2 separate regions of the Sus scrofa genome follow, and region 1 is linked to region 2. The links are chromatin contacts, called in public Hi-C maps. All regions are on one chromosome and are shown on one strand. Each heading gives the region's core, a stretch centred on a gene start, on an enhancer-like site or on the middle of the called end of the contact. The rest is flanking DNA. Distances are from core to core; before and after follow the strand shown.

Region 1 (5,166 bases), core at 2,507-5,006, 190 kb before region 2:
AAGGCTTTGAGGGGATCTGATTGTCTCCTTTTTTTTTTTTTTTTTCTCTTTCTTTTTTGGCTGCTCCGAGGCATTTGGAGTTGCTGGGGTAGGGATCAGACCTAAGCCATAGTTGCAACCTATGCTGCAGCTCAGCAACACCAGATCCTTTAATCCACTGTGCCAGGCTAGAGATGTACCCTGTGTCCTGCAGAGAGGCCCTTGATCCTGTTGTGTCACAATAACTCCAGGACGGTGTTTCCTAAGGTGGACATTGCTCAAGATACTAAAGGGAAATTATAGTTGAGCAGCTTTCTTTACAACAGGACTTTTCAGAACATTTAATATTGCTAGTGTGTAATAAAATCTCCAAGAAGGAGTGTATGTATGCATCCTTTTTTTTCAGGAGCATCTTATTGACTAGTGTTTTGAAGTACATGCCCCAGGAAACATCATTTGTCACCACTAAATGGCAGAAGGAAGGATGCCTCAGAGTGTTCATTGTGGGTCAGGCCAGTATATGCTTTCCTTCTAGGCTCTAGGCTTCCAGAAGAGATGGTCTCAAACTTCCACTTCCCAACCCTGGAGCCTGACAGGAAGAATGGAGGGTTTCTGCTGTCTCTGGCCACCAGCCCAGCCTTGTCATTCCAGCGCCTCCACATTATCAGGGACTCATGGGGCTGGGTGGGAGCCACATGTGGCTAAGTTGGCACAGAAGGACATGTTGGCATGGACACTGTTTAATCTGCTTAAAAGAATAAAAAGCTTTTGGCACCTTATCTTTCTTTTTAACTACTAAACGAGTACACGTTTCTGTAAAAAAAAAAAAAAAAAAATCAAACAATATCCAAGTGTGTACAGTAACAAGTGGAAATTCTCTTTTATCGCCTTACCACCTCTGATTTGCAGGTTTCCTAGTGAGGTTTGCATGTGCCTGGTTTGGTTGAGGAGAAGGCTGGTCTGGAGTCAGAGTGACTGGGACTGAATCCTAGCACTGCCACAGGCTACCTGGGTATCCTTGAGCATGAGTCTCATATGCTCATCTGAAAAATGGGGGAACCATAGTAAGGATCTGGGGCCAAGGTGCTGAGTGAAATAAAACAGCAAGCACTCAGGGGAGCCCCTGCACTTAGCTGTATTCAGTTAGGTTTGACTCTAAGGATTTTACTTCCAGAATCCAAGTACATTTTTTTTTAAGTCCATGTCCATGCAATGAATGTGCTAATTACAGAATGGGGTCAATCTCTTCCATCTGTTCATGTTATTTTTGTTGAAGTCCTCAAGGGCAGTTTCCATGTACAGAAATCACTATTCAGAGGTTCCTTTATTTTTCAAATTAATATTCAAATTATCAAAGTAACACAGTCAAAAAAGTAATTGACACTCTCATCTTAAATGTTAGGTTTGGTTTTGGGGTTTTTTTTAGGTTAGGGTTTTTTTTCTTCCTTCTCTCTCTCTCTCTCTCTCTCTTTCTTTCTTCAGCTGCACCTGCAGTATATGAAGTTCCTTGACTAGGGGTCGAATCAGAGCTGCAGCTGTGGGCCTACACCACAGCCACAAAGGATCCAAGGTGCATCTGCAACCTACACCACAGCTTGCAGCAACACTGGATCCTTGACCCAGTGAGGGAGGCCAGGGATCAAACCTGTATCCTCAAAGACACTATGTCAAGTATTTAACCTACTGAGTTACAACAGGAACTCCAGGTTAGGTTATTTTTGATGCTGGGAATTAAAACCTTTCCCAGGACCCTGGTAATTGCCTTAGAAAATGTCATGCTTTTAAGTTCAACTTATATAAAAGTTTTTAATATTTTTGTAAATCTGGCTAGGATTTCCAGATAAAATACTTCCAGATAAGATACCCAACTAAATTTGAATTATCTAAAACTCAGGATTTCCCTGATGGCCTAGTGGTTAGGGATCTCACATGGTTGCTGCTGTGGCTCAGGTTCAAACTCTGGCCCAGGAACTTCTGCATGCTGTGGGAGTAGCCAAAAAAATTCAAATTTACCTAATGCTTTGTATTTTTATTTGCTAACTCTGGCAACCCTACATCCAGCCAACTTAAATAATTACCTTTAAGGGATTAGGACCAATTTACAAACATTTTAAACTTTTTTTTTTGGCCATGCCCATGGCATGCAAAACTTCCTGGGCCAGGGATCAAACACACGAAACAGCAGCAATTCAACCCACAGTAGTGACAAAATGGGATCCTTAACCTATGAGGCCACCAGGAACTCCTTAAACTTAAACTTCTTTATTATTATTATTATTATTATTTTTGTCTTTTTGCCTTTTCTAGGGCTGTGCCCACAGCATATGGAGGTTCCCAGGCTAGGGGTCTAATTGGAGCTGTAGCAGCCGGCCTATACCACAGCAACAGCAACACCAGATCTGAGTCATGTCTGTGGCCTACACCACAGCTCACGGCAATGCCGGATCCTTAACCCACTGAGCAAGGCCAGGGATCAAACCCGCAACCTCATGGTTCCTAGTCGGATTCCTTAACCACTGAGCCATGACAGGAACTCCTCCTTAAACTTCTTTTATATATTTATCATACCTGTTTCCTTGTAAAGTTCTTCAGTTGTCTGAACTAAGAAAAAAAAAATCACCCTTTTTAATACTAAATAGTCCTAAGTAAATTAAACTTATAAAACACTGTTTACCCAAAAGTATTATAAATGTTCTACAACTATACAGAAATTTAGCAAGGTTTCAACTTATGACAAATCTAAATGGATTTCCTCAATTGCACGTCTCTGAGTTACAAGATTACAAATTTAAAAGGCCCAAATCTCTCCTATGCTACAAGGTCATAAAATATCACATTGCACAAATTCCTTCTTAAAAGACACAAAAAAAATGTGTGCCACACTTAATTCTAAATCTTCCTCTGGTCAGAAGACACCCACTCACCAGGGAAGACAATCACTACTAGCTTTTCACCACAGATTCAACCAGGCTTAAGGCCCAAGCTATGGACAACAGGGAGATCCATATCTCCATGAGCTTAGGAAGCCTATTTCCTTCCATGTGCTATTTGGGGTTATCTCCTTAGAATGTCTGGGCTTGCTTGGCCAGAGATTTTGGCCAGGATGCTGACTTGGATGTAGGTTGGTGATATTTGCACGCTTTTCCCTGTGTCTATGACCACGTGCCCATCACTTCCAGAGTGGGTGGTCCAGAGATCCCAACACTGACCTCAAGATATTCTCACTGCCTCCCCTCTTCTCAGAAGAACTTTCTCTGCCAAAGAACTTGCACTTTGCCAAAGTGCAAATCCTACTTAGGTTTATAACTTGATTGGATTTTGCATTTCTTTTGCTTTTCAGATCTTTCTATCTTCCTGACCACATCTCGAAAAGCCATTTTACTTGGACTGAAACCCTACAATTCTTACAAAACCTTCCTTTCTCAGGGCCACATATGTCTTGCAAACATTGAATAATATCAAGTTGAATCATGGATCCCTCCAGGAGCTTAACTGCTCTTTGTCCTTTAAGTCCAAGGGTATTTGACTGACCCATCCCAGCAAACCAGGAATTGCTTTCCCTGGCCATACATGGTGAGTACTTGACATGTTAAAATGTGTGCAGTAAAACTTTCCTAAAAAATTATGTAATTCAAACTAGACTTAACCTCACTTACACCCATCAGGGTTGTTGGTGAGCTGGAATCTGGGTGTGTCCAGGGACAGCTAGCTGCCAAATCCCAGTGATGGTAGAAAACTTGGCAAAATTTCCTGCTGCACCCGTATTTCCCCACTTCCACCCTGCAGCAGAAGACTCCACATCCCACTTGCCCTCTAGGGTGGTCCATTTCCGAGTTCATCAATTTTCAGGAAAAGGTACATGCCATGCGACCGCAGGAGAGCTGACCAGATGTCACAGCTGGTTTCCGGCTGGGTTAAGAGCGACTTTGCAGAGATTGGTGCCTAGATTAAACTGACCGGTTTCCTTGCCACAGTGACAAAAACAAGGGCTCCTAAAAAACTAGCTCATTTCCTTCATTTCCTTGGGGAATGAAACCCATGATCTTCAGTTCCTCAGAGAAGTGAAAGCAGCAACAGGGAATCCAGTAATTCCTGTTATCTGCAGGCTTCACAAGTCAGAGCTCACTCTCCAGATACTGCTGTCCTCTCTCCAAACCCTGAAGCCAGAGGAGCCCAGGATGTCTCAGCTGCTGGTCTCCCTGATGCTTCTCCTCCTCTCCACCCACAGTTCCCTGGCCCTGAGGATCTGCTCCTTCAATGTGAGGTCCTTTGGGGAATCCAAGAAGGCAAACTGTAATGCCATGGATGTCATCGTGAAGGTGAGCGCTGTCTCCTGTCAGAAGGGTCACTAGATACCCCTTACGTACTCTCTACAGCTTTCAGACTTTAAGAGACTCAGGAGGAATTTAACTGGTTAGTTCCTAGGATGAAGGTAGCTGCCCTCTCTCTCCCTACTCCTCTGCCCTCTTCCTCCTTCTCTTCCCCTCCAGCCATCAACCTTTCCCCAACTCCCAATTCTCTCTCAACTTCGATAAGACTTTCCTTGGATAAAATGGCCACTGTCTTGTGACTCTGCTCACATCCCTCTGGAGTCACCTGACTCTCTTTATCCTACAGGTTAATTTATTTTTCATGCTGGGGCTGAAATCTTTGCCAGGACTCTGAGTATTATGACCTTAGAAACCCCAGAGGCACCATGTTCTGGTAGGAACACCTGGAGCCCTGGGTTCAGGTTCCATCTGGCAGCCAGGTGAGCCAGCTCTGACGTCCCTTCACTCCCAGCATCCAGGGCCTTTCAATAAGATGAACCTTACATAAGCTGGTTCACATCTCAGGGCTACTGGAAAATACAATGAGTTGAGGATAAGAGGTAGCACTTATAATGCCTTCACTAAGCCCACGCTGTGTCAAGCTCTATATTAGGTGCTTTATATAAGACAACTCATTTAATTTATATTAAATAAGCTGTGATCACACTTGTCATGTCTTAATATTGGCCATCACCTCCTCACCCACAATTCCTTCCTCATCAACCAGTATTCTTTAAAAAAAATAGTACCTTATTAAAAATAATTAGAGGTATAATTTTAAAATTATAAACTTACAATTTAGAAATTAATTTTATTAAATTAGTCATCATGGACTATTTTGAAAATATAGCAACTTATAAAGAAGTATCCTATCACT
Region 2 (5,087 bases), core at 786-3,285:
GTGCACACCACGCTGTGCACAGACTGCACATATACTCACAAACGCACACTACACACCCCTGACTCCTACCCTTACAACCCACACCCTCAGCAGCCTTATGACCCTGCGGGAAGCCCTCCACTAGCCCTGGTCCTAGCGGGGACCTCACCCTCATCACTCCTCCCCAGCCTTGGGGGGAGAGGAACCCAACGCCAACTCCCTCCCTCCTCTCAGGAAGACCCTGGTGTGGGGAGGGCGGGGAGAGGAAGGCCAAGTCTCCTTTAATTGTCACCCGCTTCCTTCAATTCTCGGCTAGACCCTCTCTACTTCCATAGCCCTGGGCAAGCCCGTTAACCCTCTGGACCCTCTTGTCTTACACGCCCCAACTCACGGGGTGTGTAAGGACCGAGTTAACAGGAGGCTGTTGGCACACAGCGCGCACTAGCTCCCTACAAGCGGCCGCTACCGCCGCCGACTCTCAATAGTATCTTCAGAGGCGAGAGCTGGCTCAGCTCGCAGCGCGGGGCCAGAGCGAGCGCGAATGCCACACCCCCGGGCTCCCCTTCCGGAGACGGCGAGGGAGGGTCCCAGGCCCCCGTCTCCACCTAGGCGGCAGGGCCCCAGTTTCGGAGCACACTCCCTCCCCAAGGCCTCCGCACCTGGCCTCCGAGCCAACGCCCATCAGGCGACCGCCCAGCGCATCGGCCTGGGCGCAGCTGGGCGAGCGCTCCAGGGAGCGTCTGACTAGGGCCCCACCCCCGGGGACTGCCGACCAGAGGTTTCCAGTCCCCCAGCTTCCGCAGGGGCACCCCAAGTGCCACAGCCCGCACTCCCCCCAAGCGGCCCCAACATGAACCCTCAACCCATCGCCCGCCAAAGGCGCACGGCCCCGGCGCAAGGCAAGGAACTATCACTGTAAGACAGCACCCCAGGGAACGGCATGCAGGAGGGTGCCTAGGTCCCCTTTGTCCTCACCCCCACCCACCCCGGCCTCTGTGCCCACATCCAGCCGGTGGCTGCTGGACGCGGCGGAGGCGCGCGACAGGGAGCCTCAGTCTCCTCAGGGGCGCACGCGCGGGGGCGCGAGAAGTACACGCCGGCGCACGGCTCGGCCAGGGCACTCACCGATGGACACGAGCTTGATGTTCTCACGGTCCAGGAACTCGAGCGCCACGGACACGTTCTCAAGCTGCATCTGGCGGAAGGTGGGCCGCTGGTGGTACTTGCGGTACATGTGCTTCTGGCTAAGCACCTCCAGCAGCGCGATGAGCCGAAGCCCGTCGCTCAAGTCGGTCTGCAGGTTTCCGATGCGTTTGTTCACGCACTTGAGGTGCTCGTTGCACCAACGCGTGAACGTGTTCTGCTGGATCTTCTTCCAAGGCGCGTCCTCCGCCAGATCCTTCTCGGTTACCGGCATCTTGGCGGCGGGGAGAGCGCTATGAGCAGTGAGCTGCCGGGGACTGGCGTCGGGAGGCCCAAGGGCCGGGGGAGCGAAAACCAAAGCGGAGCGGGAGCGGGGCTCGAACTCGCTGCTACCAAAGCCGCGGCCGGGACTGCTCTGCGCCCGCCTGCCCCTGGCCGCGCGAGGCGCCTGGCCCCGCGCCTGCGCACTGAGACGACCCGCCCCTGAAGCTCCGCCCCGTCCCGACCCTCTGGCGGGAGTTCCCGGGTCACGCTTGCCCCCTGCAGCTCCAAATGAGCACTGCGCCCTGCGAGCTGCAAGGCGTCCGGGACCGGCGCTCGGTGTTCATTGCCTCTGCAGAAGAAAGCTAGGCAGGAGATGTCCGGCTACTCAAGAGGAAGGTCACCAGGTCCCATAGTGAGGGCACTTGCAGAAGTAGGGATCTGGGCTGGACGGAATGGACAGGGACGACGGCGTAGATCACAGGGAATGGAGTTGGTGCAGAAGGTACTTTTTCCATCTAGGTTCAATAAGATTCCATAAGGATTTTTATTGAGTTCCTGCTGTGCCAGGCACTATGTTAGGTCCTGGAGGACATCGTGAAAGTAATGGACATTTTACTTTTCATATTAATTAAACTCGTATGAATTGTCAGTCACAGTATTTATTGAGTGCCTACTGCGTGCTAACCTTCCTAGAGCTTGCCAACCAATGATAAGACAAACTTATAACTTAACCTAGACTTCATAGACTAATATATGAGAAAAATATAAAACCATCACAAAAAGCTTAATGGCAGTGATACAAATGAATGATAATTTACTGTGTGTATTAGTTTCCTAATGCTCCTGTAACAAATTACCAAAGCTCTGTTTTTAAAAAACAAAAACACACATTGTTATCTTGCTTTTTTTTAGTTTAGAGTCCCTCACTTGTCTCACTGAGCTAAAATCCAGGTATTGGCAGGATGCATTTCTTTCTGGAGGCTCAAGGGAAGAATCCATTCCCTTGCCCTTTCCAACTTCTGGAAGCTTCCTGAATTTCTTGGCTATGTCCTCTTCCTCCATCTTCAAAACCAGCCACATCAGGCTGAGTTTTTCTACACTGTTATCTCTCCCATTCTCCATAGTCACATCTTCCTCTAATTATCTTAAGGATCCATCTGGGAAGAGGCATTGGGCAGAATGAATGTCAAGGGCTTCCAGCTGTGGAAGAAGCCAGCAGATCTGTGGTTGGGATGCTCTATAACAGGTCATTTGTAAACAAGGTAAAGTGCTTTCTTCTGACAGATTGCCTCACTCACTGGAAATGCTCAAAACAGCCTTGAGGGAGAGAAGGTATTATTACCTGGCCCTGACCCTAGCCCATTGTTGAGATCAATAATTTTTTGAAGGCTCATTCCCCTCTTGAGTGATTAAGTGAAGAGATTTGCTGGAGGTCAGTTGGTAAGGACTGGATAAAGCTGAACTTGAACCTAGGTCTAACTCCAAAGTATGTACTACACCTAAAAGCCCCCATGCTCTTCCCAGCTTGGGCCTTGCCTTTGTGAGTAGCAGATTCACCAGTAGGCAGTGTTGGTAATGTTACCTACCCCGTGCCCAAGGGTTCTTGTTCCTCATGCTTTCTTCCACCCAAAGGCACTCATCAAAATGTATCAGCCAGGGCCTCATTCCCAAAGGGACATCCTCTCTGCTATTAGGTGAGACTGGGACTAATGCGATCACTTCAGCTCACTCAGCAGCTGATAATGCACCAAAGTTCTTTTTTTGGGGGGGGGGGCACACCCGCAGCATATGGAGGTTCCCAGGCTAGGGGTCTAATTGGAGCTGTAGCCGCCAGCCTATGCCAGAGCCACAGCACCTCCGCTCCGAGCCACGTCTGCGACCTACACCACAACTTACAGTAATGCCGGATCCTTAACCCACTGAGCAAGGCCAGGGATCAAACCCAAATCCTCATGGATGCTAGTGGGATTTGTTAACTGCTGAGCCATGATGGGAACTCCTAAAGTTCTCCTTTCTTATGAGATATTTCTGTTTTCACCAGACCTTGACACGAATAACTAAATTTAAGTTCTGCATGTAAATTAATATCCAGTCCACTTCACTCTGAGTGAGACATCCTTGTCTTAGGATGTGTCTGGTGAAACTCTCCATCCAATTAGAAGACACTTAAGAGTTCACTAGAAAGCAGTTTATGCGGAGTGACCAGGACTCAGCAACCATGATGGAGCATGATGGAGGAGGGTAGCCTTAGTGACAAGGTCTTTAAGTGGCCCTTTATCAATATTTGATAAAAGATGAGGGCCAAACACCTCAAGGCATGCATTTTTGCAGGGAGCATTTTAACTGCATTCTACAGGTTTGCCTGACAAAGACAATAAATACCAAATCTTCACAATAGCCAAGACATGGAAGCAACCTAAATGTCAATTGACAGATGAATGGATTAAGAAGATGTGGTATGTATACACAATGGAATACTACTCAGCCATAAAAAGAACAAAATAATGCCATTTGCAGCAACATGGATGGAGCTAGAGACTCTCATACGAAGTGAAGTCAGAAAAAGAAAGACAAATACCATATGATATCATTTATATCTGGAATTTAATATAGGGCACAAATGAACCTTTCCACAGAAAAGAAATTCATGGACTTAGAGATCAGACTTGTGGTTGCCAAGGGGGAGGAGGAGGGAGTGGGATGGACTGGAAGTTTAGGGTTAATAGATGCAAACTATTGCATTTGGAGTGGATAAGCAATGAGATCCTGCTGTATAGCACAGAGAACTATATCTAATCACTTGTGATGGAACAGGATGGAGGATAATGTGAGAAAAAAGAATATATATATATAAATACAAAATCTTGGAGGTCCCTCGTGGCTCAGTGGGTTGAGGATCCGGTATTATCACTGCTGTGGCACAGGTTTGATCCCTGGTCTGGAACTTCCACATGCCATGGGCATGGCCAAAAAAAGAGCGGGGGTGGGGGGTTGGTAAGGAAAAGGAAACAGGTGAAACTAATTATAAATTTTAACCAAAGTTAGACTGACCAACTATCCTGGTTTGCCCAAGATTAAAGAATTTCCTAATATGCAGGCCTTTCATTGCTAAAAGTAGGAAAGCCTCTGGCAAACCAGAACAAGTTGATTAGCCTCCCTAATATATTCAAAAGGTTATCCTTTCAACTTACCATCCCTATTTTTAAATGTTTTTATGTATTTCCTTTTGGGGGTTACTGTCTTCAAAATCTGATGTGAATTTTATACTTAAAGTGTATCTTAAATCAGACCTGGCGCATTGCCCAAGCTCAGGAGCTGCCTTTGGCTGCTGGTGGCAGTCATACCAGACAGTGCAGGCATAGAGATATGCTTGATATAGAAATCAACCAGTTAATGAGCTGGAAACCCATAATGCTCTCCCCAGGATCCTGACCTTATGAAACCTTCCTCCACACTTTAGGAACCCCAGCCCTGTGAGAGGGGTTCCAGGTGAACCTGCTTTCTGAGGTTTCTGAACATCTTGGAGTCCACAGCTAGGGTAGCATGTCAAGATATTCATAACAGTAAAAATAGTAGAAGTGATAATAATAATAGAAGCTTCTGTCATTCTTCTCTAATCATCACAACAAATCCAGGAGGTGTTATTATTATCTCCATTTTACAGGTAACAAAACTGAGGTGGAGAAGGGTAGTCAAAGACC

What was found. Hi-C and Micro-C count contacts between places; a contact is called where the count stands out from the background.
Region 1: a contact with region 2 is called in a Hi-C map of skeletal muscle, with 2.9 times the contacts expected there. The contact joins the promoter of DNASE1L3 here to the promoter of FLNB in region 2. A contact is called at or near these places in 2 of 5 promoter capture datasets (fetal skeletal muscle and liver), 9 of 47 Hi-C or Micro-C datasets (embryonic fibroblasts, epiblast stem cells, fetal skeletal muscle and 5 more) and 1 of 2 datasets of contacts at active chromatin or transcription factors (skeletal muscle).

Annotation. Positions count from the first base shown.
Region 1 is chr13:39,974,704-39,979,869 of Sscrofa11.1, reverse strand. It overlaps DNASE1L3 (deoxyribonuclease gamma), which reads left to right and starts at 3,756. Exons shown (of 8, transcript XM_021069068.1): 1 at 3,756-4,298. The coding sequence starts at 4,158.
Region 2 is chr13:39,786,207-39,791,293 of Sscrofa11.1, reverse strand. It overlaps FLNB (filamin-B), which reads right to left and starts at 2,035. Exons shown (of 46, transcript XR_002337597.1): 1 at 1,105-2,035.